5 separate regions of the Mus musculus genome follow, and regions 2, 3, 4 and 5 are each linked to region 1. Evidence: chromatin contacts called from public promoter capture Hi-C data. All regions are on one chromosome and are shown on one strand. The core of a region is the stretch at or near the end of the contact, and the rest is flanking DNA. Distances in the headings are between cores, read along the strand shown. Region 1 holds the start of Selenom (selenoprotein M). Region 2 holds the start of Polm (polymerase (DNA directed), mu). Region 3 holds the start of Mrps24 (mitochondrial ribosomal protein S24). Region 4 holds the start of Ankrd36 (ankyrin repeat domain 36). Region 5 holds the start of Xbp1 (X-box binding protein 1).

Region 1 (2,638 bases), core at 52-2,551:
GCCCCATTTTTAATGCGCATTTTAAAAGTGGTGGAATAAGCCCAGAAAGGTAAAAATACCTTGGATCACAAGCAGCGTTGGCTCAGTGTTGACAAGGTTCTCTGAATCCTGTGGGAAAGGGCACAGCGTGTTCTTGCTGTCTGCCAGGGATTGGTTCCAGGGCACACTTCCATACCAAAACTCGAAATATGAGGATGCTCAAATCCATAGATAAAATGGCTTAGTATTTTCCTAAAGCCCGTGTGGCCTGATCTTGTACTTTCTATCATTTCTAGATAATTTATAACACCTAATACAATACAGATGCTATAAATAGTTGTAATGCTCTATTGGTTGGAATAACAACAAGAAAAGAGTCTGTACATGTTCAGTACAGAGGCAGTTTTTACTTCCTAATATTTCCAACTTGAGACTGGTTAAATCCAGGGTGACAAAAAACTGATTGTACTTGCTGTGTCTGCTGAAGGCATGAGGACATGGAGTGCCACCTGTTTCCTCCTTGGTCCAGGGAGATGATCCACAGAGGTGTTTGGGGCTCAAATCCAGATCTATGAATTGGCCTATTTTACATTTCTGAAACAGTTCCTAATCTGCAAAACGGAGTTCATTGCTGGAGGGGGCCGTTGTGATGAGGAAGGGGAAGAGCTAATAATGGAAGGTAACACAGCCAGAGTCTGTCCTAATCACCCTGCCCTCAGGAGGTTGAGTGAAGAGTATTGCTTTGAGTTCAAGGACAGTAGGAGATTGGTGTGTACCATCTCTGACCAGATACTGTTCTAATGAGATGCATTGTGTATATTAACCCTCCCAGCCTTTTCTAGGTAAAAAAGGATAGGTAGTATTCCTTTGTAAGAATTTATATTTATTATTATTATTATATGTGTGTGTGCACCGCGTGTGCCTGTACAGGCACGGACATGCCATGGTGAGCGGTTGGGGACGCCTGTGGAGGACAGAGCACAACTTGTGGGAATTGCTGTTTTTCTTTCACTTTTTTTTAGGTTTCAGGGATAAAACTCAGGAGTCAGGCTGTCATAACAAGCGCTTTTACCCTCTGAGCTTTCTTGAGCGGGGCGTAGGTAATGGTCCTCGCTTACAACGTGTGCTTTGGGGAATTGAAGCTTTGATCGGAATTTCGTTCAAAGACATCAAAAGCGTATAAAGGAGATCTCCTAGGTTCCTGCTTCCTTATCTTAACTCTCTGACCCAGAAATCCTTGTGTCCATCTGCGAACCTCCTGCGCCCTCTGGTGACGCGAAGTAGTGCTGTCTCCTGGCATCCTGCGGGAGCGTTTCACACTTAGTGGGCAAATGCAATATGGAGATTGTGAGAACTGGGAACATGAAGTCTGGAGGACCAGAGAGTAGCTGAGACAGGGATGGGGGTTAGTGGGAGGCAACCACCCGATTTGGGTGGGATGTCAGTGGGGCTGTTTCTAGCTCTGGGGGCGTGGTTTATGGCTGGGCGGAGCTTTTGGCTTGGGCGGGGCCAGCTTGCGGGCCAGACGTGGCGCAGCGGCCGAGTTTGGGTGCAGCCTGCGGAACGTCTCCTGCCAGGCACAGATGAGCATCCTACTGTCGCCGCCGTCGCTGCTGCTGCTTCTTGCAGCCCTTGTGGCTCCAGCCACCTCCACCACCAACTACCGACCGGATTGGAACCGTCTTCGAGGCCTGGCCAGGGGGCGGGTGGAGGTGAGTGCGCCTTTTCCCAACCTTAGTACGACAGTTCCACAACCTTGCTGCCCCTTATCCCAAGAATATAGTCCGGCCTCAGGAATACCAGAATTCCCGAAACACCCCCCCCCCCTTTCCCTCCTGCACGGCCCGGGAATCATTCCTTTTATTTCCCAGCCGCATGATGAACAGCATCTACTGTGGAAGTAAGAAGTCTCGTCCTTGTGGCCTGGCACTCTGAACCCTTGCCTCTGCTCCAGGCTTGGCCCTACCGTGGGTCTCTGGCTATAATTTTTTGAAAACTGGCCCCTTAGAACCCACCTTCTCTAAGGATAACCTCACCTTTCCCCATTATTTCTCCCCCCACCCAGACTTAGTGCCTGGCATTCCAGAATCTCTTTTCTTCTGGTGGGGAGAAAAGACCTAAGCTCCTCCCCTCACTGTACTCTGCTGGAGCTGGAGGAGAGGATAGGGAAATGAGATACCAACAGTCCACAGCCACCCTGGACCACCACCACCTGCCGGCCAAAGGACTCCCCTGGAGTCTTCCTAAGTGATTCCTATGTTTGCAGACTCTTCATGGGCCTTAGCTGGTTTATTTTTAATTTAAAAAAAAATTAACAAAAGGAAGTGTAAGGGAGGCCTGAAATAGGGAGGTCTGGACTTCCTGTTGGGCTGCGGCCTCCCATCAGGAATAGAGAAGGACCATCCATACTCCCAAGTTAGGGAAGATCAGCCAGATGGTTCCTGAAGCTGAACCACAGGTGGCTGGCAGGGCTGCCTCTGCATGGGGTGGGGTAGGGACCAGATGGCAGGTGCCTCTAACAGGGCCCTTAGGGTAGTTCTGAGCTGTTCCCTTCTAGTCTGACTTTCGTCTCAAGGGCCAAAGGCCAGGGTTAGAATTCTACCGACAACAGGGAGAATGCCGTAACCCATGTCTCCTGGGCATTGGTCAGCTATCAATA
Region 2 (2,638 bases), core at 63-2,562, 2.3 Mb after region 1:
TACCATTCTGCTAAGATTTTAAGACACAAGAATTTTGCCCTATTTATTCAAACCCCAGTAGGCAGACTCTTGTTGTATGTACTTGGAAAGCATCGTATTTATATTTCCTTTACACTGGGAAAATCCAATGCAGGCCACCTTGTCAGGCTGTGGTAAGAATGTAGAGCCACACGAAATCCAAATTGTTATCTCTACTCTTTTAAGTGTAGTCTTGAGCCGGGCGTGGTGGCGCACGTCTTTAATCCCAGCACTTGGAAGGCAGAGGCAGGCAAATTTCTGAGTTCGAGGCCAGCCTGGTCTACAGAGTGAGTTCCAGGACAGCCAGGGCTACACAGAGAAACCCTGTCTCGAAAAAAAACAAAACAAACAAACAAAAAGAATGTTTCATTTGTGGAGGGAGGAGTTAGTTGCAAACAAACTAGCCAGCTACACGGGCACAGGCTCCTTTAGTCTCCTCAATCTCAGTTACTCCACTGCCCTGGGCATTTTCTCTACTGGAGCTAGTTGGTGACGTCTGCAAACTCAGGACATCTTTGACCGCTGGCTCATTGGAGGGAATGCAGCTAGCAAATATTTCTCACTAACCATTCTTTCTTTTATAGCTCTTTAAGAAGCCTCTGACTCGATGGCATCCTTTCAAAAAGAGGAACTCCGGGTTGGAGACCGTACCGCAACCGCGAAGTACCGAGGCTGGCTTGGAACCCAAAGCCGCAGGTGCTGCTTGCTGTCACAGCTGCGCGCCAGCTCCCGCCCTGGGCCACAGTAAGTCCCTACCCTGGGGTGACGGGCACAATTACACCAGCTCCCGGAGGGGGATGGCATCCCACCACCATCGGGGCCTCCCGGGAGCCGCACACCTGTAAGCATCTAGGACGCGGAAGCCTTTGGACCGCGCCAGGCGGGTGAGGAAGGCCCGGCGGCTGCGGCCCATTCGCGGCTCCGCAAGGTAGATGGCCACATCCGGGAAGCGCACCACCGAGGGCGGCGTGGAAGAGGCTACCGCGCTGTGTGGGGACCCAGCTCGCACTCGCCGTCGCTTCGGAAGCATCTGGGCACCAACTCTGGAAGCACAGGAAGCCGCAGAACGAAGGAAGGCAGGGTCATGAAAGAAGGCGGAAGGAGGAGAGAGGAAGTGGTGTCTGCTCTATGCAAACGAGACGCCCTCTAGGATGCTTTTGGCTTCCCATCGGAAGCCCCAGTTCTATGCAAATAACGCCCGAGGATTCTTATTTGAACTACTCTCATAGAAAGCCCCAGTGGTTTCCCAGACCTTAGAGTAGCCTGGGCCCGTAGGCGGGGCTTCGCCTCGTACTGGGCGGGCACTTTTCTCCTCTCGGGGGCGGAGTCTCGGCCTCTCTTCCTCGCCCCCGAGGGCGGGGTCTCAGGTTATCCTGGCCATATGAGAAGTCCTGGATAACCCTCCACTGCCTCTGCTGGTGACAGAGCGCCCACGCCACTTCCCCTGGGTATGCAGAGGGGAACGGAGTTTGAGTAGTATACATGTGAGCTGGTGGAGGGTGAAAACGTTTTCCAATGTAACGAACAGCATTGGGACAGCTGGCGTTCCATTTGGAAAGTTAAGTCTGCAACCCTATAGGTTGGAACAATAATATGAACTAACCAGTACTCCCAGATCTCATGTCTCTAGCTGCATATGTAGCGGAAGATGGCTTAGTCGGCCATCATTGGGAAGAGAGGCCCCTTGGTCTTGCAAACTTTATATGCCTCAGTACAGGGGAACACCAGGGCCAAGAAGTGGGAGTGAGTGGGTAGGGGAACAGGGCGGGGGAGGGTATAGGGGACTTTCGGGATAGCATTTGAAATGTAAAGTAAGAAAACACCTAATAAAAAATTGGGGAAAAAAAAAAAAAGACTAGATCCCAGTGGAAGTGAACAGAAATGGTTTCTATGTGCCCTTTTTCCCCGATTGAAGAAAAATAATTCCAGTGGCTCTTCATCTGGAACAGCATTATTTATGGATTTTATAGATTAAACTTATTAAAATTCCTTTATAGTTACATTAGGAAGGATTTTGAGTCCTGATTGATACCCTTTGTTCAGTTATTTCACTGGATCTTTTGTCAGAAATGTTCCTATGCCCCATTATGCCATAGTCAAAAAAAAAAAAAAAAAATTGGCCCCCTTACAAACTGCTTAACATTAAGCAGATCTCAGACGGATCAGCAATCATTTAAATCCGAAAAAGAAACCAAAGCTATATTAGTGACACTCGATTTTTTTTAATTTTTAAAAATATTTATTAGATGTATTTATTTTTATTTTCTGTGTCTTCGTGTTTTACTTGCATGTGTAGCTGTACCCCACGTACATGTTTGGTGCCGTCGAGTGAGAATGTTTCAGATCCTTGGAACTTGAGTTAAGAACATTTGTGAGCCGCTGCCCCTGTGAATGCTGGGAATCTAACTCAGGTCCTCAGCAGGAACAAGTGCTCTTAACCAATAAGTCATCTCTCTAGCCCCTTAAAAAAATTTTTTTTTAATTATGTGCTTAATTGTTTTGCCTGAATGCATGCATGTACACCACGTGTATGCCTGGTGCGGGCAGAGATCTTGAACTGCAGTTAAAGATGGCTGGGAACTGAACCTGGGCTCTCTGCAAGAGCAGCAAGTGCTCTTAA
Region 3 (2,638 bases), core at 88-2,587, 2.2 Mb after region 1:
GCTTGATCCCTGGGGCCCCATATGGTAGGAGAGGGCTGACTCAGACAAACTGAACACATCCATACATATACACACACAACATGCATACTGAAATGGAAATGAACAAGAAAAATACAAAATAGGAAGTAGGGGGAGAAAAAAAAAGCCTAAAAATACGGGTTCTGTGAGCCATGAAGACTGTAGCACATTCCTGCAGTTTTGTACTTGGGTGAACACCGCATTACATAGGGCACACTCTTCCAGGTCTAGGATCCTATGTAGACTTCACTACCGCATCGCCTCCGGGCTATTACACATCTGTAAATTATGGCTTGCCAAAAAAGCACTGTCAAACCTTGTTTGTAAGCATGCAAATACTGTTCTATGGAGGCTCAAATGAGACTTTAGCAAGAAATATTCAAATTCCTTTCAATATGCAAGAATTCCTTTCTTTCACCATCCTAATATGCCCATCACTCATATGTTCTGTTGTCGGTAACATGTACAGTGTGTGTGCAGGCTTGCTCCCTTGACAGACGCATGGAGAAGACCAGGGGTTAACAGCCAATGTTTTTCCTCTATCACTATTTGCTGCTCGTTTATTTTCTAGCAAAACAGCTGCTCTTCCAAGACTGGCTGGCCAGTGACCCCCAAGAACCAAATATCTCCTTCACCCTCACACCCCTTGAGCTGTGGCACCAAGTGCTCATTTAGGAGCTAGGCTGCACCCTCATGCTAGAGCGGCACAGCATTTAGCAATCTTTCCAGTCCCCTAACTAAATGTGACAGGGTCTCAGTAAGTAACCTTACCTGGCCTTAAACTCAAGATCGGCCTCCCGAGCGCGTTCGCCGTCACGCCCGGCCTCCCACCCAAAAGTTCGGCTCTTTGCCTTGAAGAGTACGTTCAAGAGTGACCCGTGCCACCAGGGTGGCAGTCCTTCCCAGGCGCCCTCACCTGTGTGCAGCGACAGCCAGCCCTTTCGGTGTGCGATGTAGTGCGGGGCGTGCGCCTCCTCGTAGCTCACCGGCTTGTTCCCCTTGGCCACGCGGACTCGCGCCGCCCGATTCTAGGAGCGAAGGTGCGGTCACGGGGAGACCCAGCCCAGCCGCCCTCGCGGCCCCCAGACCCGGCCGCCGCACTCACCTTGGCGCAGACCGCGGAGGTGTGCAGGGTGCGCCAGGCGCCAGGCAGCTCCCGGCTGCAGGCCAGCACCTGCGGAGAGGCGGGGAGTGAGCGGACACCGGATGGCGCCCCAGCCCTCCCGCCCGCGGCCCACTCACCCGCTGCCCTAGCCCGCGCACCGACGCGGACCACGCCATCTTGGGCCGGCGCGACCCGGGACGCGTCAGTGCGCAGCCGCAGGAAGGCGGGGCCTCAGAGCAGGAACTAACGGGAACACGGGCGGGGGCGGGGCGTGGCGAGGGAGAGGGCGTGGCGTGGGTCGGAGTGTGGGACGTCCTGCAATTTTCCTGATACTGTCAGCTAGTCCTTGGTCGGACCTGGTGTTGGGTTTTAAATGCGAAAATTTGGTGATATAAAACTGAGGTGTGGGGCTGGTGAGATGGCTCAGTGGGTTAGAGCACCCGACTGCTCTTCCGAAGGTCCAGAGTTCAAATCCCAGCAACCACATGGTGGCTCACAACCATCCCTAACGAGATCTGACTCCCTCTTCTGGAGTGTCTGAAGACAGCTACAATGTACTTACATATAATAAATAAATAAATCTTTAAAAAAAAAAAAAAAAAAAAAAAAAAAAAACAAAACTGAGGTGTAGCTGGACATGGTGGCGCACGCCTTTAATCCCCGCACTCGGGTGGCCGAGGCAGGTGGGTCTCTGAATTCCAGCCTAGTCCGGTCTACAAAGCGAGTTCCTGGAGAGTCTGAGTTACAGAGAGAAACCCGTTCTGGCAAAACAGAACAAACAAACAAAAGCCATGAAGTTTTTATCCTCATAGAGAGGTGGTAGAAACAGCTTCAATGTCCTCTAGAGAATTGAAGAGAAAACGCGCCGGCCCTCAGGCCCCGCTGTTCCGTGCTTGTGCTCCTACCTGAGACCGCGTACTCTCCAGGAATATCCAATATGACAGCGTCAGCCTCCTTTGGGCTGGGAATAGTCATTTGCCTTCATGCTGAGCAGATCCCAGAAAAGGGGTTGCTGGGTTGGCTCCTAATCATTTAAAGTAAAGAGGCAGTGTGTTGAGGGTCTATTTCTGCGGTGGAGCCACCCAAGGAAGAAAATTTTAAATGGCAAGGAAATTTATGAGGCTAGAGCAATGTCGTTGTAATTATTATTGAGTAATTATTAATGGCAAGGGGGGAATAGAATCGTGAAGAACTCACTCTACTAAAGAAAGCACATGGACTCTAGAGTCTGACTCTCATTATAACAAAATATTGAATGAAGGGATTTTTTGTTTTGCTTTGGTTTTTTGTTTTGGGGGACTGTTTTGTTTTGTTTGTTTTTGTTTTTGAGACAAGGGCTCTCTGTGTAACAAATTCTGGACTCAATTTATAGACCAGGCTGGCCTCAAAGTCACAAAGATCCACCTTTTCTGCCTCTGAAGTGCTGGGATGAGGGGTGTGCCACCACACCTGGCTGGGAACTCCTTCAAAGCATCCATGGGAGTGGACACTTACACTCTAATGTCAGTGCTTGGA
Region 4 (2,638 bases), core at 61-2,560, 2.1 Mb after region 1:
CCTGACCATGGCGCTCATATTGAGAATGCTTGCTCATACAGGGGTACACTTGCTCCTCACATGGTGGGGCTAGTGGTCAGGTCTGGATCTCTTCCTCTGAGGCTCCTTCACAGTGTTAATGCAGGCTACTTCACCACTGCTCATCTCTTGGGTCTTTCTTTGTGAAGCAGGGCAGATGCAGAGCGGGGTGGGTGTTACATTCTCTACTTCGACCCTCCTGGGCACCGTTGATTTTTGGGTAACAGCATGGATGATCTGCATGGTCTGGAGCTAGGGGTAGCAGTGAATTTGGATCCTGCTTCTGTCGTCGATGGCACCTAGGAAGTGTGAGACAGGGCCCAGGCAGACGATGGGATCTGGAGGGGAGATTGCAAGTGGAAGGCAAATACACAGTAAAGAATACAGAATGTGGAGAAGATATTAGCCAAAAACTAGGGCAGAGAATTAGAGATTCAGTCAAATCCTGGCTGGAAACTGCTACTCACCAGTAGTATACATGAGGAGTTGGTGTGTGGTGGCCAGAAAGATGGGAGAAATGTAGAACCAGGAGGAGGGGGAGAGGGAGAGGGAGGACCAGGACAATGGGGCAAGGCTATGACACAGGATCCAGCTGCCTAAAGTGTCATTCTAACATAAATGGAAAGAGATTTCTGAGACAACAGTCAATCAAAAGGTAAAGTTTGAAATATTACACAGTGATCCAAATAAACCCTGAAGATTTAAAGAGGAAAAAACATCGAGCAGAGACCATGCTGAGGAGCAAATAAGTGGGCGAGAGGCAGCAGACGCATGATCTCATTTTATCTGGACAGTGTGCAGCTCCCTCCACACCAGCACGCACACCACCACAAATACTGTCACCGTCTACGAAACCACTAATGCAGCATTCTATTATTGCAATTGCTAGTCTCTGGGAGCGGGGGTAGGGGTGTGTGTAAACATATGGAGATTCTGAGATTTCTTCGTTTGCTTGCTTGCTTGTTAGGAAAGGGTCCTACTACGGTCACCCAGTCTGGCTGGGCATGCAAGATGATGCTGGCCTCAAGTTCGAATTCTGAGGAAGGTTTTCTTGGAGACTAGACTTTAGAGGCCTGTAGATCTATCTAAAGGGAGTTATGTTTCAAGACTGAGTAGGCCTTAAGCATCGGGACCATCTGCCTAGTGGTGCACACGTTTGATGCTTGAAGGCACAGTTGCTCTTGAGCCTCACATGCGTGCTGAGCACTGTTGGCTACGTGCTTTGATTGGTTGCCTGGGGAGTGGGGGGTGGGTCTCTGGAGCACGTGCACACGGTGTTGCTGGGCAACGACAGTCCTGCCAACTGCCTAAGAGGTGGAGGGATGCTAAACCTTGGGGCTCTTTTGTGGGCGCATCCTGGCGAGATTCTGAGACTTGGTTGGCTCTCTTTTGGGACTGGCTGGCGGTGGCTAAGACTGGGACTTGAAAGAACTGGTTTGCTGTGAGCACCGAGGTTGTTACTGGGAGGGAGGAAGGCGTTATAAACACTGAGTTTTGGAGGGGTAGAGATAGGGTGAAGGGCCACAGTCTGAGCCATGAAGAAGATCTTCAAGGGTCACTCGCCTTGGGGCTTTCTGAGCTTTAGGCATGCTGAGAACCAAGAACCTCCCAGGTACCTCACTGGGTACATGCCTGTGAAAAGGATCCACAAAGCTGCAAGCGTGGGGGACATACCCCAAGTGCAGAAGATGCTCGAATTTGGGGATATTGACGTGAACGTTACAGACCGGAAGAAAAGGTTAGAGGGTGCGGGGTGGGAGCTGGGAGGTGGCCCAGAACAGGGGTAAATGAGTGGCAGCAGGGCCTAAGGAGAGGAAACTGATCTTGGCCTCGGGAGTGGAGAAGGGAGGCTAAGGCCTGCTTTAACAGGAGGTGCTAGCCTTTCTTCCTACCACAGGTGCCTCAGCATCTGAAACCCTGGATGGGTCCAGAGCCCAGACACTCTTCATGAGAAGCAAATAAAAAACTAAACTCATTTAGTTTAGTCGGTTTCCAAACCCCATATAATTCTGTTTTTAGAAGACTCTTGACAATTTAAATGTGATTTCTCCTGCACATGGAAAAAGTTAATAATGCGATGGGTCCTAAGGAAGTTCATTCAATAAAATTCCATATTCTTTTTATTTCACGGTAACGGAGGACTATAAGTTATTTATTGAGGGACCTTACACGGAGGCTGGAGTGTCAGCAGGGCTTCACGTCCAGTTATTCAGGGTAGCCATCTTTATTAACCAATGCTGATTCATCCATTAGTTCGCCTGGCCCTGAAGTGGGCTAGTTTGATTAGCATCCATCTTCATTACATAGTACGTGAAGCTCCAAAGTTCCCACAGGTGCTCCATTAGCTTCGGTTGCTTCCTTGATGCAGAAGCAGATGGTCCACTGGTGGCCTTCACATCTTAAGAGACCATCAAAGCCTTGGAGCTTGCCAATGTGGTCCCTAGTTCAGGACGACCGCAGTCAACAACACGTTCCCAATCTTCCTTTGCAAATTTTCCCGTGTCTCTTGCAATGCCCTCTCCTTCGGGGTCCTCCATGTTTAACTGCTCTTTCTTAGCACTGCTAAATAGAAAAAAGAATGTCAAAACCGGCTATTCTGCTTCCGAAAAGTGTGAGCTGC
Region 5 (2,638 bases), core at 75-2,574, 2.0 Mb after region 1:
GGAATAGAACTGAGCAGTGGAAGGGGGTCAAGGATGCCCCAAGGAGACATACAGAGTCAACTAACCTGGGACCATGGGGGCTCACAGAGCCTGGGCCACTGACAAGGAAACCTACAGGAGCTGAACTTATCCCCCCCACCCCCATCTGTAGCAAACGTGCAGCCTGGTCTGTATGTGGGTCCCCTAACAAGTGGAGTGGAGCTATCTTGGTCTCTGTTCCCTGCCATTGGATCCCCTCCGCCTCCCTGGACTGCCTGGTTGGGCCTCAATGGGAGATGTTGTACCTAGTCCTGCTGAGACTAGATGTCCCAGGGTAGGGTGGTATCAAAGAGGTATTCTCTAAGGAGAAGGGGAGGGAGCAATGGGGGGGGGGGATTTGTAAGGGTGGGACTAGGAAGAGGGGGCTATGATTGGGATATAAAGTGAATAAAAAATAAATTATTGGAAATAGGAAAAGGAAAAAAAATACTAATGTAGGGGTGGCTGTGTAGGTGAAAAACGCCCAGCACCCAGGTGAAAGGTTGGCAAGGCTGAGCCTGATCGTAACCCCAGTGGCAGAGAGCAGAGACAAGCAGACCATGGAGGTGTAATGGCCAGCCAGCATAGCCTCAGGGGCAAGCTTCAAGTGCACTGACTCTTATAAGGCGGAAAGCAATAGAAGAGTACACTCTCCCCCACCCCATCCCATCCCCTGAAACCTATTTCCACCCCCTCCTCACTCCCATTCCCTAATGAAAGGAATACTAAAGTCTGGAGGTATATATAGCTCAGTGGTATCTCTAGTTCCACAGTAAAGGGGAATAGTGGAGTGCTAGAGCATTAGGTTCTGGGGTCTGGCTCCAGCACAGCAAAACAAAGACAACAGTGATAAAAGCTCATACCAGAAGAGATCAGAAATAAGAAGAAAAACGAAACCACATGTATTCTCACTATGCAGACTTTATTTACTAATCCCTTACTACATGCTAGCCAAGGCTCTAGTGTTTTCTTTTAAAGTTATTAATTTATATCAATTAATTTATATGAAATAGGGTTTGATCTATAGCCCCAGCTGGCCTAGCTAGACCTCCCTATGTAGCCCAGGCTGCTCTCAAACTGGCAATAAAGTGCTGAGATTACAAGTGAGTACTACCCTGCTACATTTAGTTTTGCAATCATCTCATTTTCTAAAGACTCATTTTGTGAAAATTTCCCAGGTGTGTGTGTGTGTCCGCTAACCCTAAGCCGGATATGCCACCAGTTCAATTTTCTGCTGTACTGGGAAGTGGGGGGGGGGGGGGGACGGGACGGGGGACGTAGCGCCGGACATTAAAATGGGGTCGGGCTAGGGTAAAACCGTGAGACTCGGTCTGGAAATCTGGCCTGAGAGGACAGCCTGGCAATCCTCAGCCGGGGTGGGGACGTCTGCCGAAGATCCTTGGACTCCAGCAACCAGTGGTCGCCACCGTCCATCCACCCTAAGGCCCAGTTTGCACGGCGGAGAACAGCTGTGCAGCCACGCTGGACACTCACCCCGCCCGAGTTGAGCCCGCCCCCGGGACTACAGGACCAATAAGTGATGAATATACCCGCGCGTCACGGAGCACCGGCCAATCGCGGACGGCCACGACCCTAGAAAGGCTGGGCGCGGCAGGAGGCCACGGGGCGGTGGCGGCGCTGGCGTAGACGTTTCCTGGCTATGGTGGTGGTGGCAGCGGCGCCGAGCGCGGCCACGGCGGCCCCCAAAGTGCTACTCTTATCTGGCCAGCCCGCCTCCGGCGGCCGGGCGCTGCCGCTCATGGTACCCGGTCCGCGGGCAGCAGGGTCGGAGGCGAGCGGGACACCGCAGGCTCGCAAGCGGCAGCGGCTCACGCACCTGAGCCCGGAGGAGAAAGCGCTGCGGAGGTGGGCCCGGCGGGCAAGGCTGGGGCGCGGGGCGGCAGGACTGGGATTGGGACTCTCTCGTGTGTGCCAGCTGGTGGGCTCCGTACGGTGGGTTAGATTCACCTCTAGTGTCTAACCTGGGAAGCGGAGCTGAGGGGGATGCCCCTCCGAAGGTCTGCGTCGGGGGTGTGTGCAGGAGCTCCCGACACAGGCACAGAAGAAGGTGCCCGACGCCCAGTCCTCTGTAAATGCTCGCTCTTTGTGGTCGTAGGGTAGGAACCGCTCCAGCTGTCATTGCAGCCACTTGGGAACCCCACCCTGGGAACCGAGTCCACAGCGTCCGGCATCCCGAGAGTTTGGCTTGGGGAGGGACAGTTGGTAGCGTCCCCGCCGCCTTCACGGATATCGCTCTAGCAAGGAGCCTGTGGGACGGAATTGGACCCAGAAAGTAGCGGGGGAGGAGGGAAGAAGCATATGACGCAACGGGAATGTATCAGCCCGGTGGTAAAATGAGATCCGGGTGGACAGCCGCACGGGAGAGAATCAAGCAAGTCTTCAAGGCCTGTGGATAGAAAGCAGCGTGTGTATGCGTGTGCGTGTGCGTTTTGATAGGAGCTTTAAGCGTGTTTACTTGCTAAGCCTTATTCTGTAAAGTCAACGAAAGCACCAGCTGGCCACGTCTACAAATGAAGACACATGAAAGCTGGAGATGACTCAGTTATGTTCCCTGTCTCCTCCCCAAGGAAACTGAAAAACAGAGTAGCAGCGCAGACTG

The links. Promoter capture Hi-C pulls out the DNA fragments that hold promoters and counts their contacts.
Region 2: a promoter capture Hi-C map of embryonic stem cells shows a contact between it and region 1, with 6 times the contacts expected there. The contact joins the promoter of Polm here to the promoter of Selenom in region 1. A contact is called at or near these places in 2 of 39 promoter capture datasets (embryonic stem cells and liver).
Region 3: a contact with region 1 is called in a promoter capture Hi-C map of liver, with 4 times the contacts expected there. The contact joins the promoter of Mrps24 here to the promoter of Selenom in region 1. A contact is called at or near these places in 2 of 39 promoter capture datasets (embryonic stem cells and liver).
Region 4: a promoter capture Hi-C map of embryonic stem cells shows a contact between it and region 1, with 7 times the contacts expected there. The contact joins the promoter of Ankrd36 here to the promoter of Selenom in region 1. A contact is called at or near these places in 2 of 39 promoter capture datasets (embryonic stem cells and liver).
Region 5: a contact with region 1 is called in a promoter capture Hi-C map of embryonic stem cells, with 7 times the contacts expected there. The contact joins the promoter of Xbp1 here to the promoter of Selenom in region 1. A contact is called at or near these places in 2 of 39 promoter capture datasets (embryonic stem cells and neutrophils).

Annotation. Positions count from the first base shown.
Region 1 is chr11:3,513,383-3,516,020 of GRCm38.p6, forward strand. Selenom (selenoprotein M) reads left to right here and starts at 1,302. Exons shown (of 5, transcript NM_053267.3): 1 at 1,302-1,691. The coding sequence starts at 1,563.
Region 2 is chr11:5,836,704-5,839,341 of GRCm38.p6, forward strand. Polm (polymerase (DNA directed), mu) reads right to left here and starts at 1,313. Exons shown (of 11, transcript NM_017401.2): 1 at 858-1,313. The coding sequence starts at 1,048.
Region 3 is chr11:5,706,364-5,709,001 of GRCm38.p6, forward strand. Mrps24 (mitochondrial ribosomal protein S24) reads right to left here and starts at 1,338. Exons shown (of 4, transcript NM_026080.3): 1 at 1,261-1,338; 2 at 1,124-1,192; 3 at 935-1,046. The coding sequence starts at 1,299.
Region 4 is chr11:5,568,374-5,571,011 of GRCm38.p6, forward strand. Ankrd36 (ankyrin repeat domain 36) reads left to right here and starts at 1,311. Exons shown (of 27, transcript NM_023816.3): 1 at 1,311-1,756. The coding sequence starts at 1,554. Gm39573 (a long non-coding RNA gene) reads right to left here and starts at 745. Exons shown (of 3, transcript XR_872233.1): 1 at 486-745; 2 at 1-356.
Region 5 is chr11:5,519,317-5,521,954 of GRCm38.p6, forward strand. It overlaps Xbp1 (X-box binding protein 1), which reads left to right and starts at 1,325. Exons shown (of 6, transcript NM_001271730.1): 1 at 1,325-1,884; 2 at 2,607-2,638. The coding sequence starts at 1,679.